Regions from separate parts of the Gossypium hirsutum genome. Here region 2 is linked to region 1. A link is a contact called in public Hi-C data. All regions are on one chromosome and are shown on one strand. The core of a region is the stretch at or near the end of the contact, and the rest is flanking DNA. Distances in the headings are between cores, read along the strand shown. Region 1 holds the start of LOC107886322 (nudix hydrolase 18, mitochondrial). Region 2 holds the start of LOC107886276 (1-aminocyclopropane-1-carboxylate oxidase homolog 4).

Region 1 (5,106 bases), core at 2,338-4,837:
AACTTCAGTCCTAGTTTATTAAGTAAATTTTACAATATTCCAATTTTGCCCTTAATTTATCAATTTTCCTGCTGATTTCATACACCTTGCCGTCCAGCCGAAATAGACCTTAGGTCTATTTGCCTTTTAAACCCTCTTTCTTTTATCACTTAAGCTGTTTAATCATTTCTCATAATTTTACATTTGTTACAATTTAATCCTTTTTATTCAATTAACTATCGAAACTTTAAAATTTCTTGACGAAACTTTAATACTAACTTATTAACACTCCATAAATATTTATAATAATATTTATGGCTCCTTTTAAAAATTTTCAAACTCTCGATATCTCGTTTCTGATTCTAATTTAATTTTTATTTCTAGTACACTATTCGCTATTTAAAAAATTTTTCTAACTTCACACTTAACTTATATTCACTAAATTATTAATATTTTCTACTCATTTTTCGGATTTAGTGATCTCGAATCACTGTTCCGACACCACTGAAAATTTAGTCTATTACAGAAACAACAAATATTAACCAAGTCATTTCCATTTCATGCCAAATTAAGTTCTCTTAGAACCATCTGCACTCACATCCATCCCATTATTGAAACCACATTTTTGACGAACTTTCTTCATTCTCCTTCCATCCAATTTTGTCTCCATTAAGAAAACAATTTGGGGATAAATAGCCTTCATCATAAATTGGAGTCGTCAAATAGCTCGAATACTCCCAAATCCGCGGACATTCCAACATACAATTTTCATGGCACTTAGCTGGCATGCCCCTTGGCAGCTGCCAATAAATGGTTAGAATGAGCATTTTGTTGCTCAACCGGGGCTCCTATTGAATTAGTCACTTCTGAAACATTAGGGACCACTAACTTTGTTCTAGGCTTTTTCTTCCCTTCTACGTTCCTAATTGGATCTTCTTCAAAATCATGTTCCATACTATTGCGCCTCAGTCCATCAAAAAATCTAGATTGATTCCCCGTATCATGATCTAGATGTCCTTCCAAGTTGAAACCCAACATCGAATTAATATTGCTCTATGTATCACTCCTAAAATCATTCCTTTTATTACTCTTCGATCCATGCACGCTCCAATTTCTTTCCTTAGAAATGCCATCCCCTTCCTCACGTAGCCATACACTACTCACGGTTGTGGCTCTCCTCATCTGCGCTTACAAGGACAAATCCCATCCAAAATCCGTAACATCTCCTCTCTAATGCAATCAAATTGGACAAAACTTATCATTGTGGCTCAAATAGCCACATAAGAAATAGAAAAGAGTAAGTTTCTCATACCGAAAACTCACATAAGTGAATTTCGATGATGGGAGCACAATCTTCTTCCTTGTCTTTAGTGGCTTCCTTACATCAAGCTCTACTTGAATCCTAAGATAATTCTTCAATCCTCGATTTATTTGCTTAGAATCATATTCCATAAATCTCCCAATAAAATTTTGCAATTGCATCGCCACTGTCTCCGAAAAGATGCCCTGATGTAAATCATGGATTTGCACCCAAAAAGTTCAAAAAACTAGAGGGACCTGTAGTGGATCTTCGCCATTCTCCAAACAGTGAATTATCAAATGATGGTTGTTAAATGCCCGAGGAGATCCTTGACCACCTGATCAACATCCATTTCATGGAAAAACTTAAATAAGAATCTCTTCACACCCAGATTTGAGATCTGAACCTCACCTAACGAATGCCACAAATTTGCCATTGCATTTTTCATTGCCTGAAAATGAACAATGCTTCTGCTAGAAACTAGCCTCAGATCAATCGACAATAACAATGCATCTTCTTCTTCCCTATCCTTAAAATTTAGCCCTGTCATCTCTTCCTCCATGGCAGAAACTCTCACACAATAGATATCCAATTCCTACTTTCTTAGAAAAGTACCCTGAGAGGTCCAGACAAAAGAATAAAAAACAAAAGACAAGAAGAAAAAAGCAAGACGTGCTACAATGAGCAAAGAAAATTCACTTAAATGGAAAATTAAATTAAATATATTAAAAGAAAGAAATTGTTAAAATTAAGTTAAAAAGGAAATTAAGATAACAACATAATATATGCTCTATACTTAAATAAATCTGAATAAACTAAATATTAACTCAGTTGGAAATATCAAAAATAACTTTATTCAATTATAACACACAGAGATATAAAATTTTAAATGTTTTAGTTGTTTTCTTTAAAATTAAAAGTTTTTTTTGGTCGACTTTAAAATTGAAAGTTATTTCATATGCATGATAATATACATACTTATCCATTTATACAAACTAACTTAATTTTTAAACCCATCACTCATCCTTTCAGATTTTTTTCTTTTATAATTATCCTTTTACATCATATTTTTATAACATATGATGTGATCATAAATTCAACCCTTAATGATTAAATTTAATATTTTCTATTAAAGTCAATAAAAAATACAGTTTAATAAAATATATTTTATAATGGGAAGTAATTTTATATTAATTATTAACGAAAAAATATGTTTATATTAATTATATTATGAAAAACAAATTTTACATTAAGTACATAATGAAAGAAAAAAAATGGAGAAAAGCCATAAATTCTATCAATAAAAGTATCCATGTAATGTTATATGTTGCGGACATAGAACCGCTCCCTAAATGAAAATAGCTATAACTTGTTAATGTATATACTTTATAGCCGTCAATCTTAGTTTTAAATTATTAGAAATATAAAAAGCGTTATTTAAAATTAAATAATATTGAACTTTAATAAAAAAAATTATATTGGAAATATTTATAAGTAATGTGTTAACCAAAAATATAATCCTCTAATAACTATTTAATAAATACATATAAATACTCATTAATTGAACTCTAGGCTTATTTGGAAAGTCGGTATAATTATTTCTTCTATAGCAGTTTTGGTAATCACTTAATTGAGTGTAATTAAAACAATCCTATTATGTTTGTTCATAATTTTATTTTTAAAATTTATAATTTTAGGATATACATTTTATTTTTAAATATAATTATATGTTATATTGCTTAAATAATATGAAAATCTTATTGACGAGATAGTTTCTCATATATTTGGAGCTATTAAATAATTAACTAAATTACATAGCATTTATTATAAATGATTTATACTATTTTTTATGAAATTATTTATTCCAATGGATCACAATGAGTATATGTTAAATGTTAAAGAGAGAATAACACAAAAAAATTGAATGTTAGAGTAATTAAATAAAATTGCATTAGAATATCTATTTTCTTATTAATTTTATTAATAATCATATTACGAAATACTTTCTTGAATTAACATATTATATAAGATGGTTTGATTTTAAATTTTGTACCTCCTTATAGAAATTCGTACTTAAGTATTAGCTCACCATTTCTATAATAAATATTATTTTTTAAAATCTACATTATATAATTGTATAATTATAATTTGTATTATGACAAATAAGATTATTTTAATTTTTTAAACCCAAAATTTAACTTTATTAATGACAAATACAAAATTGAAAATAAAAAAAGCCAACATGTACAATCTTATCTATACACTTAAACTGCGGCATAAAACCCAGATAAGACCAAATAAGAAGCATACACAGCCGTTTTCCACTTTTTCCTTTTTCCTTCTTTTCATTTTTCTCAAAGAAAAACAGCCAACATGCATAGCCAATGATCGCACACGTGAGCGAGATGCTTGATAAAGAAAGTCAATTCCTTTTTACATCAGATCAACCGTGTACGTGTTGGCTACAACACCTTATAAAAACCCTCTCTTTTTTTTTTTCTAATAAAATAATATTAAACTAATAAAACTCTAAACCCTCGTTAACGAAACGGCACCGAAGCTTATAGAAGGAGACGCGTCTCAACACCTACCCTTTTTTCGAATCATAAACATCATTATCATCATCTACTACTACTATTATGCACTAACTTTGTGTTTAATTAATTAATTTTGTTTACTCTCTCTCTCTCCCCTTTTTTCTATAAATACCCAATTCCATGTCCTTACATTTTCAGCTTCTCTCTCAATTATCTTTCTCTTTTTGTTGCCTTTTTACCTGAAAATATACTCCAATTTTACGATAATCAGTTTCTTTATACTCTGAAGAAGCCTATCTCCCGGGATTGTTTCTATAATTTACAAAAGAAAAATAATAATATCTGGTTAATTTCGTCAGGGGCTAAGCTTATTTGCTTCCATAAATTGTTCTATTTAGTTCTTCTTTCAATTTATTGGTTCTGGGTATTCTTGGTTCTTGTTCGATCGTTTATTTTCAATTTGTTTGAGGATGGTTTGCATGGTTTCTCGCACTGGAAGGCACTTGCAGCGATACGATAACCTAGGCCGACGCCAAGTTGTTGGGTGAGATTTTCATGATGAAGAGAGTTTGATTTGCTTCATCCTTTTTTTTTTTTTCGTCTTGAGAAATTTTATTTGTTCCCTTATCTTTAATTTTTCTGGGCTCCTGTTGAAAATTTTGTTCTTTTCTGAACTGGGGCCTGACATTTTTGGTCAGAAATTTCATGCTAGGAGCCTTGGACTGTTTCCATTTTATTGTATAAAGAGAGAAAAAAAATCTTTTTTCTTGGGATGAATGATGGCAAAACTCATTTCTTCAATTTCGACGATTGCAGGTGCATTCCCTATAGATACAAATCTAGCAGTGATGGAACCATGACTGATGACTTGGAGGTACTTGTGATCTCCTCCCAGAAATGTCAAAAAATGATGTTTCCCAAGGTATAAAGATTCAGTAATGTTTCAAAAAAGTTAATTAAAACTCTTGTTTGCTCTGTCAAATCTTGCATTAATAATTATTGTGGGGCTGTTTGGTTTTAATTCTCAGGGTGGTTGGGAGCTTGATGAATCTAGAGAAGAAGCTGCATTAAGAGAGTCACTTGAAGAAGCTGGTGTTCGAGGCAATGTTGAGGTTACTATTTAATTCAACTGTTCCTTAATCATTGTTTAAAAATCCCAACGTTTCTCGAACTGAAATTCTTATTAATATTTATATATACTTTTAAAACAGTGTGAACTGGGGAAGTGGGACTTCATAAGCAAAAGCCATGGCACATTTTATGAAGGTTATATGTTCCCTTTGCTTGTGA
Region 2 (5,068 bases), core at 959-3,458, 240 kb after region 1:
ATTTTAAAAATAATAATTTTAAATAATATTATTCACATATTATTGAAAATATTCAATATTAATATTTTATAATAAATATTTATTACAATTATAAATATATTAATAATAAATGTTTTGTAGTATAAAGGTTAAAATATGTCATAAGTCTATATATACTTTATAAATTTGTAATTTAGTCTTTGTACTTTTATTTTCAAGAATTTAGTTCCTTTACTTTTCAAATTTGAAAATCAAGTCCAATTGTAGACATCGTTATTTTTTTTCAATTTTGTTGATGTTACATTTTTAAATAAAAAATACTCACTTAGTAGTCATGTAATTAAAAAATGAATCTGAATTTAACATAATATTTTTAATATATGAAAAAACAATGTAAAATATAAAATTATAAATAAAAATAAATTCAATTAAACAATGAAAAAATAAGAAAATCTCAAATGTATATTTGTTTAATTGAAAACAACTTTTATAAAATATTTCTAAGAAATCTACCAAACAATAGAAAATATTTTTCGTAGATTCCTCCAAACACTAGAAAATATTAATTTTTTCAGAAAAATAAATCATTTTCTATAAATCATTTTCAAGAAATAATTTTCAGTGAAACAAACGAAACCTAAATTAAATAGAATCACAAAAAAGAATGGTTCTATATTTTATGTTAAAATATAATTTTTAATATTTTTATTGATTTGTTGAATTTTTATAAATTTTCATTATTTTTTTGGGTTTTAATATTTTTTACAATTTTTTTATTAAAAAGTAATAAAAATTAAAAGTTTTCAATTTATTAAACTTTGAAAGGGCAATGCTTCAATCAGATGTTGGGAGGGTAAGAAACATCAATTCTCCAAGTTGAAAGCAGAACTAACTGCTACCATTTTATCCAATGGAACTTCAATAATGTAAAATTTATTCTCTAATGTTGTAAATTAGGCTTTCAGCCTCTAAAAGACCTTACCTGAAGAATATCTGCAATGTTTATAACAAGAGCTCCATGAACAGGCTTGACATCCACCCACTCCCCTTCATGCTTAATCTGCAGCCCACCGGTGTGATCCTGCTGCAACAACGTTAACACTCCTGGATCTGTATGTGATGCGATGCCCACTGTCAGATCAGGCTGGGGGCAGCATGGATAGTAGTGCCCAACCATTACTCTTGCATCCAAACATGTAGTATTCTTGATGGTATCCTTATCCAATCCCAGCCCTTCCGACAACAACCCCATCAGCTGCTCTCCTAATGTTGTCGAATGTAAGTTCCATTGAACCACTTCGTCTCTACAAACCTCCGGAATGTGCTCAAGCTCCGGAAGAGTTGGTCCTAGTCTTATCTGGAGTGTATCCCTATCATTTCACCCAAAATTTTCAATTTTCAATGTGTGAATCCTATCCATAATTATTTTGGTAAAAATTGGGTTTGTTTTGCTCTTTAATTTTGCTTGAATCTCTTCTAAAAAAACCTATTTTTCAATCAAAGTCGAAACCTATTATCTACTATTGATACGAATATATCAATCAAAATTGGGAGGAAAAGATAACCCAATTCCATAAAACACAAATGGATAAGATACCTCCAGCTAGCGGCTTTAGAGTGGAACAAATCAACGTTGGAAATGAAGGATACACCGGTTCCGGCGTCACGGCGGTAGAATCTGGCCTTGACGTCGGTGGGCAGCTCATGGAAGGCTCTGATGGAAGCGATCATACGGTCAAGAACCTGGACGGGAATTCCATGGTTTACAATCTGAAAGAACCCAAAGGATCGAGATGCAGCAGCTACTTGCTCCACGACCGTCGAACGGGGCCCCGAGAGGTCGATGGTGGGTATGGCAACCGACTTGGGTTTGGGTTTGGGTTTGAGGTCGGATAAAGTTTCGGGTGGGTGAAGGAAGATGCGAGGGATAGTGGTGAGACCAGAATCGACTAGCCCTTTTACTCCAATTTTTGAGTCATCGAATCTTTTTACTTCTTCGGCTCTATCGTACTGGTTTCCGGAATCCACGGTTGTCGCCATTCTTTTTCTTCTGCTAACAACTGAAGTGAAGCTGTGGGAAGGAAGATTTGTAACTTAAAGAATTAAGTTTATAATATAGCAATTAGCAAGATACATCTCTACGCTATTGTACTTGATTGCCCCACGTACCTTGTCTTTTCTTTCAAACTTTCCATCCTGGGTCACACTAACTATATTAGGACTACACTACGGATAATTAATCTCCAGTTTTAATATTTAAAATTATAATTCAATTATTGGTTGTTCTTAAAAATTTAAAATAACATATCTAATTTTATTGATATAATAATAAATTTAGCTCTCAAATTTTAAATATTTTATTAATGTGGTCTCTATTTAATAAATTTAATCTATGTAAATGTTGAGATTAAATTTGTTAAAATTTTTATAATTAAAACTAAATTGACAAAGTATATAAACATTATGTACTAAATTTATTGTTATACCAATCAAAACTATGTATAATTAGTAAAAAAACATTAACATTGTTATTAATTATTCACTTTTAAAATTCATATAAATTAAATTATTCTAATTTTTTCAAAGAAATCAACTTACTCAATTTCAAATTTGAAAACTACAAAACAACATTATATGTAAATTTTGGGTTTTATCTTAGTTGATATATGTGACTTTGGTTTTATAATAATTTATGTAACACCCCGAATTCTAGGCCTAGAAGTTTTGGGTTTTGAGTGTAGGGACAGTGAGGAGGTTGCACATATTTGTTTAGCTGTGCAATTTAGTGTCAGAATGAGCCTGTTGGTCTAGTGGTTAAGTGAGTGATAATGAACTTTTAGGTTTTGGGTTTAAGTCCTTGTGTGCACATTTGGGAGGATATTATTTTATTTTGTTGATGTTTTAATTTAAAAGTGTATAATTATTTGTTTTAATTTAATATATTTTTAGTTATTGTTATTAATTTTATTATTATTACTTTTATTTCTATTTTTTTTACTTTCTTTATTTTCTGGACGTGTTTTCTATTCTACTTTTCTCTTTAGTTTTTATTCTTTTCGCTTTTGAAAAAAGTACTCAAAGAATGGTTTTTGCTTTTTGGTTTCTGGAATTCCGCTCCTCTATCATCGTCTCCGATTGTTTCGTCATCGAAACAGGTGTAGGATTAGAAACCTTGTCTTTACAGTATCGTTTTCGCAAAATTTATGTTTCGACATATTTTTGTTTTTGTGTTAACCCGAAGATCTTAGGTTCTAGACATTGGAAGTGAGGAGAAACTACCATTTTCTGATATATTCTTGATAGGGCAAAGATTAGGGATGATTTCGGTGGCTTAGATGGTGGTTTCGAGCTGTTTTTTTTTGTGGTTTTGTGACCTCTTCGACAACCAAACAGGCGTGTGCCAAGGCACACAGCTGTGTGGATTTGGGAATTAGGGTTTCCAGTCAATTTTGGGTGCCACATGGCTGTGTGGCCGATTTGGGGATTTTGTCAGAATTCAGACGATCGTGTCCCTTAGGCACATGGGCATATGAGTTTGGGAATTTGGGATTTGAGTTTTGGAGTCACACGGTCCTGTGGTTGATTTGGGGATTTAGGAATTCCACACCGGCATGTGAGACCCTCATACAATCGTGTCTCCCCTACACTTTATTTTAGTGATTTTAGACAAAAAGTTACACGGCATGTTCACACGGTTGTGTCTCTGCTTCACACGGGCATGTGCCTCAGTCACACAGTCGTGTACTACCCTTTACAAGGGCACTTGGACTCCTACATGACCTGGGTTGCTCCACACGGGCGTGTGGCCCTATCTCGCCAAGTTTTAATTTTAGGTCAATTTAAGTGCAATCATGACCCTAAGTGTGTTTCAACCCTTAGCTAAGCTTTAGTAAGGGTAATTGTGACTCTGTTCTGAATTCGGTTTATGCGTTACTTGTAATTGGGCGTGTCTGACACTGAATCTGAGTAACGAGTGTACGCTTTTCTGTAACTGATTGACTGGATGTGAGTGACTGCTTCTGAATGACTGTCTGTAATTGTGTTTTGATTGTATGCATCTTACTGCATACATACATATATACAAATGCATAAACTATTTTGGGTGGGATTTTAAAGAGAAGAGAGATTGAAAGTGACTGAACTGGCAATTTTACTGTAATCTATCGGTATAGCGGATTACCGCATTGCACTGTACCGCATGTACGTTAGCTCTGCACGTACCATTATCTGAGTTGGCAGCTCATACTGCATGTCTGTACCGCAGTTCGCCGCATTGCACTATACAGCCGATACACTAGCTTTGCTGTGTAATTTATGTAACTGACAGTTTATTTGCATACTGTTAGCCCGAATTCCCAGAGGGCTGAGGGCAGTCCTCAATACACTGAGGATCGTTGACAATGCTGATGATCATCGTTGCCAGGTAATCCGGGATGACATCATATAGAGTGCAGGGTTGGATGGGCTTTTCGAGGTCCTACTTAGAGTGTAGCGATGGGTGGGTTGATTAAATCCCCACAGGGAGTGTAGGGTTGGACGGAGATTGTGTTTGGACGGAGATGGTGTGTTGGCTGGATGGGTGGGTTAATTTATAACTCATTTGCACTTATATGCATCTGGTTGATATGTTGATTGAATTGAAACTTGTGAATGGTTGAGAATTCCTGATGTCGTGACTGAATGTGATACTGTGACTGAATACATTACTGATCAACTGAAAGGCACTTGTGCCTATGTGAATTTGGTAGATTCTCTCTACAACTGTTTGACTAAACTGTTATTGTGACTGTGTGACTGACTTGTGAATTATTGCTACTGTATCTGAATGGCACGCGAGATTGGGTGTGTCTGATTGTCCCATGTGACTGAAAAGTACCCATGGTATGTTGGTTTTGGGCGAATATGCTCAACTGTCATCTGTCGGTAAGTTGCTCTGCATATATCAACCGGTTTTCAATAGTTCTGTAAGTTTGTTCTGCTTCGCATCTGAATCTGAGCTGCTTCCAGGCTTTTTGTTTCCATTTTCCTAGTTAAGTGGTTTGATCTCACATTGAGCTAGAGTAGCTCACCCCTTCTTCTATTTTCCTTT

The links. Hi-C and Micro-C count contacts between places; a contact is called where the count stands out from the background.
Region 2: a Hi-C map of hypocotyl shows a contact between it and region 1, with 2.5 times the contacts expected there. The contact joins the promoter of LOC107886276 here to the promoter of LOC107886322 in region 1. A contact is called at or near these places in 4 of 34 Hi-C or Micro-C datasets (anther, fibers, hypocotyl and 1 more).

The regions. Positions count from the first base shown.
Region 1 is chrA03:86,411,433-86,416,538 of Gossypium_hirsutum_v2.1, forward strand. It overlaps LOC107886322 (nudix hydrolase 18, mitochondrial), which reads left to right and starts at 3,588. Exons shown (of 5, transcript XM_016810221.2): 1 at 3,588-4,360; 2 at 4,633-4,738; 3 at 4,845-4,928; 4 at 5,028-5,106. The coding sequence starts at 4,287.
Region 2 is chrA03:86,652,975-86,658,042 of Gossypium_hirsutum_v2.1, forward strand. LOC107886276 (1-aminocyclopropane-1-carboxylate oxidase homolog 4) reads right to left here and starts at 2,209. Exons shown (of 3, transcript XM_016810179.2): 1 at 1,577-2,209; 2 at 962-1,349. The coding sequence starts at 2,019.